Regions from separate parts of the Pan troglodytes genome. Here region 2 is linked to region 1. Evidence: chromatin contacts called from public Hi-C data. All regions are on one chromosome and are shown on one strand. Each heading gives the region's core, a stretch centred on a gene start, on an enhancer-like site or on the middle of the called end of the contact. The rest is flanking DNA. Distances are from core to core; before and after follow the strand shown. Region 1 overlaps NHSL1 (NHS like 1). Region 2 has its middle 22 kb from the start of NHSL1.

Evidence for each region. A called contact is a pair of places that touch in the nucleus more often than the background predicts.
Region 2: a Hi-C map of stem cell-derived neural progenitor cells shows a contact between it and region 1, with 3 times the contacts expected there. The contact joins two enhancer-like sites. A contact is called at or near these places in 5 of 7 Hi-C or Micro-C datasets (blood, induced pluripotent stem cells, a lymphoblastoid cell line and 1 more).

The regions. Positions count from the first base shown.
Region 1 is chr5:150,274,716-150,279,693 of NHGRI_mPanTro3-v2.0_pri, reverse strand. NHSL1 (NHS like 1) reads left to right here. Exons shown (of 8, transcript XM_009452091.5): 6 at 1-1,748; 7 at 2,297-2,429. Among named protein-coding and RNA genes, the nearest start is that of HEBP2, 25 kb to the right of the region's middle. Within about 2 kb of position 2,738, at least 5 of the 24 cell types and tissues checked have an H3K27ac peak or open chromatin away from gene starts, as enhancers often do. A contact at or near this core is called in stem cell-derived neural progenitor cells, where this site is marked.
Region 2 is chr5:150,441,475-150,446,452 of NHGRI_mPanTro3-v2.0_pri, reverse strand. No RefSeq gene overlaps it. Among named protein-coding and RNA genes, the nearest start is that of NHSL1, 22 kb to the right of the region's middle. Within about 2 kb of position 2,337, at least 1 of the 24 cell types and tissues checked has an H3K27ac peak or open chromatin away from gene starts, as enhancers often do. A contact at or near this core is called in stem cell-derived neural progenitor cells, where this site is marked.

The DNA.
Region 1 (4,978 bases), core at 1,489-3,988:
CCGGAGCCAGAGCACAGTTAGTGCTGGCAGCAGCATGACTTCCGCCACCACCCCCAATGTCTACTCCCTGTGCGGGGCCACGCCATCGCAGAGTGACACAAGCAGCGTCAAGTCAGAGTACACGGACCCCTGGGGTTATTACATTGACTACACGGGCATGCAGGAAGATCCGGGGAACCCGGCAGGGGGCTGTTCAACCAGCAGTGGGGTGCCCACTGGGAACGGGCCAGTCCGCCATGTCCAAGAAGGGTCCAGAGCCACAATGCCCCAAGTGCCCGGTGGTTCAGTCAAACCAAAGATCACGTCACCAGAGAAGTCACACAGAGTCATTTCTCCATCCAGTGGGTATTCCAGCCAGTCGAATACACCCACAGCACTCACCCCTGTGCCTGTGTTTTTAAAATCAATGTCACCAGCAAACGGGAAGGGGAAGCCCAAGCCCAAGGTACCAGAAAGGAAGTCCTCTCTGATATCTTCAGTATCCATTTCCTCATCGTCCACTTCTCTTTCTTCTAGTACTTCTACTGAAGGAAGTGGCACTATGAAGAAGCTGGATCCAGCCGTGGGCTCTCCCCCGGCTCCTCCTCCTCCTCCTCCTGTTCCCTCTCCTCCATTCCCTTGTCCTGCAGACAGGTCTCCTTTCCTTCCTCCCCCACCTCCTGTCACAGATTGCTCCCAGGGCTCTCCTCTGCCTCACTCTCCTGTGTTCCCCCCTCCGCCGCCAGAAGCTCTCATTCCTTTCTGCTCCCCACCTGATTGGTGCCTTTCTCCTCCCCGCCCTGCACTGAGCCCCATTCTTCCAGATTCACCTGTGTCCTTGCCATTGCCCCCACCTCTCTTACCTTCCTCGGAACCCCCACCTGCCCCACCTCTTGACCCCAAATTCATGAAAGACACCAGGCCGCCTTTCACAAATTCTGGCCAGCCAGAATCCTCCCGGGGATCCTTGAGGCCGCCTTCTACCAAGGAGGAGACCAGCAGGCCCCCCATGCCCCTGATAACCACGGAAGCATTGCAGATGGTGCAGTTGAGGCCCGTGAGAAAGAACTCAGGCGCTGAGGCGGCACAGTTGTCTGAACGAACAGCTCAGGAACAACGAACTCCAGTTGCTCCACAGTACCACTTAAAGCCATCTGCTTTCCTGAAATCCCGAAATAGCACAAATGAAATGGAGAGTGAAAGCCAGCCTGCCTCTGTGACAAGCTCGCTTCTGACGCCTGCCAAGAGCTCGAGTCAGGGTGACCATGGCAGTGCGGCTGAGCGTGGTGGCCCTGTGAGCCGCAGCCCTGGAGCTCCAAGCGCTGGGGAGGCAGAGGCTCGGCCCAGCCCCAGCACCACCCCACTCCCAGACTCTTCACCCAGCAGGAAGCCACCCCCCATTTCCAAGAAGCCCAAACTGTTCCTGGTGGTACCACCTCCGCAGAAAGATTTTGCAGTGGAGCCCGCAGAGAACGTGAACAAAGCCCTCCAAGCTGTGCCCAGCCCCACGACGGGAGAGGAGGGCTCTGTGCACAGCAGGGAGGCAAAAGAGAGTTCTGCAGCCCAAGCTGGCTCTCATGCCACGCACCCTGGCACCTCGGTTCTTGAGGGAGGAGCTGCAGGATCCATGTCTCCCGGCAGAGTGGAAGCCAATGTCCCCATGGTTCAGCCCGATGTCTCACCAGCCCCCAAGCAGGAGGAGCCAGCCGAGAACAGTGCGGATACTGGGGGCGATGGGGAGAGCTGCCTATCTCAACAGGACGGAGCAGGTGAGTCTGGCTTCCTGGCTTCTCTCTCCTGTGCCCTCTGCCCATATGCAGCTGAACCAGATAGGGTTGTTGAATGCTCACACGTGGAAAGAACCCAGGTAGATCAGATTCCTGTTAAAGCTAGCAGTATGTAGGCTTCCTGTGTTAAAACACAGATTAAGTTACCAACTTTGCATTTTGTTATTATTTTTAAAATCTAGACCTAAAGGCATGGCAGAAAATAGGGGGATGGAGATGATCTGCAGCAGGCTGGGTATTAAATAGCAATGGGTAACATCTCCCTTCCGAAGAGCCGCGCAAAGAAATGTTGCAACAAAATTTAAGAGAGATGCCATGGGCGTTCCATACTTTAACAAAGAATGAGCTCTGGCTCTCAGGCTAGTGTCATTTCCTCCCTTCTTTGTAAACTATCAAACTACAGACCCACGGCATCTCCCTGTGGTTCTCACATTGTCGGGAATGGCAGGGAAGCAGCATATTTAGAAGCTTGGCTGAGGACTGAAATTCCAGTCACTTGTGCGTCTTGTGTGCCTGCCTGCTTTCTGTAGCTGGGGTGCCGGAGACCAACGCAGCCGGTTCATCCTCAGAGGCCTGTGACTTCCTCAAGGAAGACGGGAGTGATGAGGTAATGACCCCCAGTCGACCCAGGACCACAGAAGACCTTTTTGCAGCTATTCACAGGTATTTCAAACTCCTTCCTCTGACTTTAATCTACTGTGTAATTCCTTCTTTCCAAGCAGCACCTCAATTTACTTTTCTTCCTTGAGGTTTCTTCTGTCACCCAATCATAACTCCTTAACTTTACTGTTGATTTTTTAGTGGGTTTCTACAGTTTTATTTCCTCTGGCTCCAATTTCTGTTTTACTTTGTCTCACTGATTTTTATGACATTGGGGACAGTGGCTCAATGTGATACGTTCTGGTAGGCGCTGCTCTTCCTGGCAAGGAGCGCAGTGTGGCAGTCATAAGACAGAGTATATTAGCAAGAGTCGGATTAAAGTGACTGACAGTGCAGTCAGGAGGAGGAATGCTATGTTCTGTGGACTTAGGATGCACAGACTAGCTCCATGGGACTCTCTTCCTAAAGATGTTTTAGTTTATTCTAATTTTTTTCATTTTACAGAAAAACCACGATTATATAGAGCAATTTCTTTGGCTGCTTAAGTGTTTCTATAAAAGAGTACGGCCCTTTAAGCGGGAGCAAAAGAATGATTTATGCTTGTTAATATACCACTAGTGCCATCTACTGGCATCAGAAATCGTTGGGTTTAAAAACAAACAAAAAGGGTAAAATTTTCACAGTAATGGTCTGAACTGTTACACTTTTTATATGTGGTCACCTTTAAGAGTAAATATGATTTAGCACTAAAGTTTTACTTACTGCATCACTTTTCTGATTGGAAACAGCTGAGTACTCCCACACAGTGTCATTGTAAAAGCTGATGACTGTATATGTGCAACTACGTTAAGCCGTAATGCTGTATAAACCTTTTGCTTCCTTCTAGACTTCTCTACCACGGTATTTCCAGGTAACTCTAATGAATGTCCTTATGCTGCCAAGGCCTTATTTTGCCCTGAATGAAGATCCTTTCTTTTTTTTTAACCTCCTGAAACAAAGCATCCTGTAGAATCATTTGATTCTGTGTGTGAATGATCTTATGTCAGCACTGCTTTCCCAATTCTTGGACTCTCCCTGAAAAGACTGTTGCATAAGATGAAAAACATAGTGCTGTACCTACCTGAAACTCTTCATGCAACACATTAACATCTAACTTGGTGTGGGGGGAACGAAGCCGGTGAATTAATGTTCTTGTCAAGAATTATGCTCTTTACGTCGCTCCTCTAGTGTTGGTATAATAGATCCTAAAGACTGCCCCTTTTAACATGGACTGGTTTCTTCAATCTCATTAGAAGTGAAAAGGTAGCTGGTTGTCCAATTATTTCTCAAAACAGAGAAATGATAAATGATGCATCCTTTGAAACTTCAGTGGTGATTCTAGAAGTTCCCATAGATGTTTCTAACTCTTAACCACGCTAGACACATAAGAAGCACTCAATAAATATTTCCTGAATTAAATGAAACCAACTGGTATTTAACCATTAGAAGATTCTTCCAAGACTCAGAGTATTTCATTTAGTATGGAATGCACTGGGTTGCTAAATATACGGGCATATCTGTCTATTTATAATAGCCATCCACAGAGAAGATTTGCGTAGCCTGGTTGTTCTGTGTACTAGATACTTGGTTCCAGTGAGGAAACCCAACTGTTGTGGGTCCAAATTACTGCGTATTTTTTCCCCAAAAATATGCCAAAGGCCTCTTCTATATTTTGGCAACCTTCTTAAGGCATCGAAAAATGTGTTGTTTCTCTTACTAGGACGTTACATTGACTGCAGATGTAGAAATCGGTCAGTTGGTGTTATTCAGTGCACGTATGAGAGAAGTGAAAGCCAAGTAGGCCTTAGGAATGGATTGCAGAGAGAGAGTGAGGACATATGCTAATTTCTGTTGTAGCGTTGAGAATAAATTAGCAGACATAGTAAAAATCCATCTACTGTCTGTGCTTTTTTAGGGCTTTATTTTTATGTCCTTCAGCGCTTAAGCTCATAATTTAAAATAAAGAATATCTAAGTTGAAATACAGCTTCCAAATTTTATAATGCAAATTAATTCGCTTCAGATTTAAAGCCAGATGGAAAATGTAGAACACCAGTTGAGGTGTGAAGTTTTTATATTTATTGAAGTAATTAGTTTTAAAATCAGTGTTAACTGTTTAAGCACTTTTTATAGCTGTCTTCATTAAAAATACATATTCGTGTGTGTGTGTTGTGTATGTATATGCAAAGAATTTGTACATTTAGATTTAATTATTTTAGTGGGCACCTGCTCTTGAGAGATGACAGTGCTTTCATAAAATCCCATCTTTCTTCCTTTTTTTTTTTTCTTTTTGATACAGAGTCTCACTCACTCTGTCACCCAGGCTGGAGTGCAGTGGCGCGATCTTGGATCACTGCAACCTCTGCCTCCCAGATTCGAATGATTCTCTTGCTTCAGCATCCCAAGTAGCTGGGATTATAGGCGTGTGCCACCATGCCCGGCTAATTTTCGTATTTGTAGTAGAGACATGGTTTCACCATGTTGCTCAGGCTGGTCACCCCATCTTCTTTCTTAATTCTATGTCTACAATTAAAGGTCATAGTTTTACTCAAGTTTAGTTGTGACTTGTTTAAT
Region 2 (4,978 bases), core at 1,088-3,587, 170 kb before region 1:
GAGTATCAGCTAAATACAAAAACAAAACAAGCAAAACAAAACAAAAAAACCCTGGAATTAAATTCAGCCCATCTCTTGGACATTTTTAAATGGGATTTGCCAGGCATTCTGCATTATTGAATTAAGTGAATGACAATAGGCTAAAAAGTAAATGTAGAAATGGCAGTAAGAGGCAGAGGGGTCCTGCTTGGTTTGGAAAGAAATTGATCTGGGGTTAGACGTGTCAATGAACTAATAGGAGTGAAACTTCAGACTTCCTAGGTGGCAATTTGGGGAAAAATATCAGGTAATAGAAAGCTAGGCCAGCACTTTCCATAAAGTTTCCAATACTTGTCAATACCGAAAGGAGAACAACTAAGCAATGTAGATATGAGTGTCAGAAAGCAAGAAAGACATGAGTTTGAAACCAGACTAGGAGATGAGAAAGTCAAAGATGAACAAAGGAAAATAAAATAGAGAGAGTGAAAGAGACCCTCCAACCCCCTCAAACGACAACTATCAGTAAGAATGAAAGGGACAAATTCCATTTATTCATTAGTGAATTCCATTAATTAGTTCTCCATTGGGTAACGTTAATACATGCCACATCTTTTATTGTATATATAAAAGGGTATGTGTAAAATAAAACCGTGCATTTCACAAATTTCAAAGTTACGTACCATTTGTTGTAATCGTGCCTTCTCACTCACATTCCACTGCCTTCCTGTCTTCCTGAGTGTTAACCCCACTAAGATCAGACCACGTGTTGCCCTCCTTCATCCCTGGGTCTTTTAGCAGTTAGTTTCCTCTCTACCTGGTGTGTGGCGGCCCTCAAGAAATACACATTCATTCTACGTGTTAATTCATTTCCACTTAATGCAGGAAACTTAAGAGATTGAGGTCTTCATTAGAGGATTTCAGATACCTATCAACAATTCACTAGCACAGTAAAATACATACTTTTGTTTTATCTGGAGTTGGAACTAAGAAATATGAAATTGTAAGTTTACATTAGATTTCCACATTTTTAGAATGTTGTCTGTTAACCCTTAGCTTTTGATTACAAATCTGCATTTCTCTTACTTTTAACCCCAAATGACCTATTGGTAAACCTACTAGATACTTTTATATTTAAATGTAGCTGTCGAATTGATGTAAGGCTATATGTGACATAAAAGAACAATGTTTGTTTTTGTTTTTTTGACACAGGGTCTTGCTCTGTGGCTCTGGCTGGAGTGCAGTGGCATGATCTTGGCTCACTGCAAATTTTGCCTCCCAGGTTCAAGCTATCCTCCCACTTCAGCCTCTTGAATAGCTGGGATTACAGGAATGTCCCACCACACCTGGCTAATTTTTGTAGAGATGGGGTTTCACCTGGTTGGCCAGGCTGGTTTCCAATTCCTGAGCTCAAGTGATGCTCCTGTCTCAGCCTCCCAAAATGTTGGGATTACAGGCATGAGCCACTGGGCCTGGCCATAGCAATGTTTTGAGTTTTTTTGGTTTTTAATTTTTTTCTAACTTGTAGTTGAAAGATAACATGCATACAGGGAAGTGTGCATACTTCATTGCTGTTGGGTGTGCCGAGGCCGACTTTTCACAGTAGAGGGTGATTGGTTTGTCCTGCTGCTTATAGGTACTTTACCAGCTCATAATGTTCACTTCTTGGTCTCCCTAATGTGTAGCTGCTAAAGGAAGCAAGGAGTCTACACTAGAATAACCAGAAACGAACAACATGTACCCGGGACCTGGAAGTGAGGCATATGGTGATGTTTGATTTGAATTTTGGACTAAAGTTCCGTGATGATTAATAGCACAGGCAGCCAAATGAAAAACTTGTCAAATCAATAGTTATATAGATTTTACTATTAAAAGGAAATAACAGTATCTGAGATGGAATTAAAATTTCCAGGCTCCTAAAATCATTTCCTGTAAATTCTTTGTTCTTTAGGCTATATGACACCAGATCAAAACTTCGGAAACTAACCAGCCATTTTTATGGATTGATGCTTCATATGCCAGCACTGAATTAGGCTTTTGTATTCTATTCACTGTTTGCAGGTCTTAACTTTTTGTTTTTCTTTTTGAGACAGAATCTCACTCTGTCGCCCAGGCTGGAGTGCCGTGGTGCGATCTTGGCTCACTGCAGCCTCTGCCTCCCAGGTTCAAGCGATTCTCCTGCCTCAGCCTCCTGAGTATCTGGGATTACAGACATCCGCCACCACACCTGGCTAATTTCTTATATTTTTTGGTAGAGACAGGGTTTTGCCACTGATCTCGATCTCCTGGTAGGTCTTAACTTCTGATTGCAAGGCGGGAACCCTGAGCACTTCAAACTCTGCTTGAGAGAGTTTTTCTGTCACGCTTAACTCACGCAAGGTAGGAATGAATAATTTGCTGCTGCCGCTGCCTCTAGAGACTATTTTAAAGGATTATCTCATGGAAGCTTTCAGAACTTCCCCCCCACCCCCGCCAATTGAATGTGGGTGAGAAACGGACGTGAACTTAAAAAACTTAACCAAGCTTGGTTCACTTCTCAGGAGCAGGTCTGCTTAAATTAGCTGCATTGAGCTCCTCGATGTCCTTTTGCGGCGCTGCTGATTCTTTCAAGAACCTTGGCTACCTTGCCAAATGTATCACTCCTTTATAATCTTAAGCGTTTTAACAAATGAAATACAGTTCAGTTTCTGCGCTTGGTTTTAAATGTCATGATGTGTCTCAGCAATCCACTTAGTCCATCAAAATCACATTTTGACTTGTCCACATAATCCTTTTAGACTGTTTCTGGATTTATTAAGTGCTTTTTCATGCAGTTGATGAAAAAGCTTTCATTTTAAAAATAATTTCCACATGACGCTGGAGGCCTCCCATTGTAGTTTAACAATAGTTGAGATGTTGTATTGTTTATTCAAAACTGCCAAGTAGCGTCAGTGCTGGTGGATGGGAACCCTGGATGGAATGCTGGGAGAGCCCTGGGGAGGTAATTTAACCTCTTCATTGTTCAGTCCTGATGTCCAGTGGGTTTCAGCAGTGTGTCTAGGTTTACTCCATTGCCAGGCAGAGGTAGATTCTGCCTCCTCTGCCCCTTTGCATTCCTTGGATCGACCATTGACTACTGGAAGGCATTCAGACCATTACCTTTCTATGCCTTTTCCTTTGCATAAGACCTGCAAAGGAAAACATACTTTCATCCTGGATATTTTTTGGTTTTAGCTTCCAAGTAGGGTTTATGGCCTTTTTTTCTCTTGGGGTTGGGAAGAAGGGCAGTGTTGGAGAGGAAGAGACCCAGAAACACCACCATGCTAATAATAAGGAGGAGAAAGTCGGGCCATGTTGGAGTCCCTCTGCCAATTATACAGATCGTGGCACATAGGTGCAAGGGTGGCATGGCAACCTCTGGACCCCTCACTTTCCACTTTCTCTTACCCATTGTCTCCATAGGACTCAGCGTTTTGTTTCCGAAATCTTTCAACTTCACCTGTATGCTGTGCTATTCTTACCCATTCATTGTACATAAATATCTTTTCTGCTGATTAAAAAAATTCAAGAAAGGAAAGAGGGAGAGAATCTTTTAATTGATTCCAGGTTCCCCTATGATATTGAAGTTATTGAAATTCACTTTTGTAAAAAAGACTTAATATATCTGTTTTAAAAAAAGAGATAGGGTGTCACTCTGTTGCCTAGGCTAGAGCACAGCGACAGGATCACAGCTTACTGCAGCCTAGAACTCCCGGGGCGCAAGTGATCCTCCCACCTTGGCCTCCTGAGTAGCTGGGACTACTGGTGCTTGCCACCACAGCCAACTAATTTTTAAATATTTTTTGCAGAGACAAGATCTCGTTATGTTGCCCAGGCTGGTCTCACACTCCTGACCTCAAGTGACCCTCCTGCCTTGGCCTCCCAAAGTGCTAGGATTACAGGCATGAGCCACTGTACCCAGCCTATATCTTTACTTTTAACTCTCTTCCTCTTCTTAGTGGCTGGTCCTTTTCCTGACATATACTGCCTAGAGACTGTATGCATAAAATAGCTTAAGTAAATATTATTTAGAAAGAAAATGGTTTTCAAAAAATCACTTTTTATCTTCTGTAGGTGATTGACGTACTTAGAAGGCCTGCAGAGGCCTACACCCTGTGATGTATATTGTACAGTAGGCTTGGCTTCAGCATAGTGGGAATCTCTGGTTTTGAATTTCTAAAGTGACTTGCAAAGGTCCAAGACATATAGTGAAATGTTGAGTTGCAAATTAGGGTCATGTGCTGGATGGGGCTTGTGCTGGGGAACAGGGTCTGGGCTCACGTGTGAACCAGCAGCCAGCTAACCACAGCAGGCGGCCCCTGAACGATTTTGTGGTGCACTCCTTGTTTTAAGCACTTTGCTCCTTTCAAAGTACATTTTTCTTTCTTTGTGAAAATAATCTAGAAAAGAAAAAGTCCACTTTTGAGTGAGTGATACAGAGAAATCTGTAAACTTGGGGTCTCATTAAAATCTTGCTATGTAGCCCTTTCCTTGTCAGTGTCAACGTGCTCAATTTAAAGTACACACCCTCTCAATTATTTGTCTATTGTCGAGCTCTTCCTAGGAAGCAGAAGAGTGGTTTTCAGCTCTGGGTGCTGCTTATTGGGAATCGTATTGTATTTTGTAGATTTGGCAATGGGCCCATACATCTGTGGAGTGAAAAGCTCCCTAGGTGATTCTGATGTACAGCCATGGTCAAAAAACACTGAAATAGACAAGTGCATGAAGATCAAAGAGTTGAGGGAAAACACTCAATGATGTCACGTCAGTCCCCAAGAACAGGTACAGGGGCTGTTTTTGCTTAGAGCCGGGGAGGAGTTGCAGAAGCCCCACGAAATTGGCAGTCCTATTGGCAGTAAATTAAGCTCTCAAGGATTGAGTTCTACGTAGCTTCATTCTCCCAAATGACTGAATAGATACTCCCACCTTGTCCTGAAATAGTTGTGAATGAGAGTCTAACTGTTCTTTGCTACTGAATACCAAA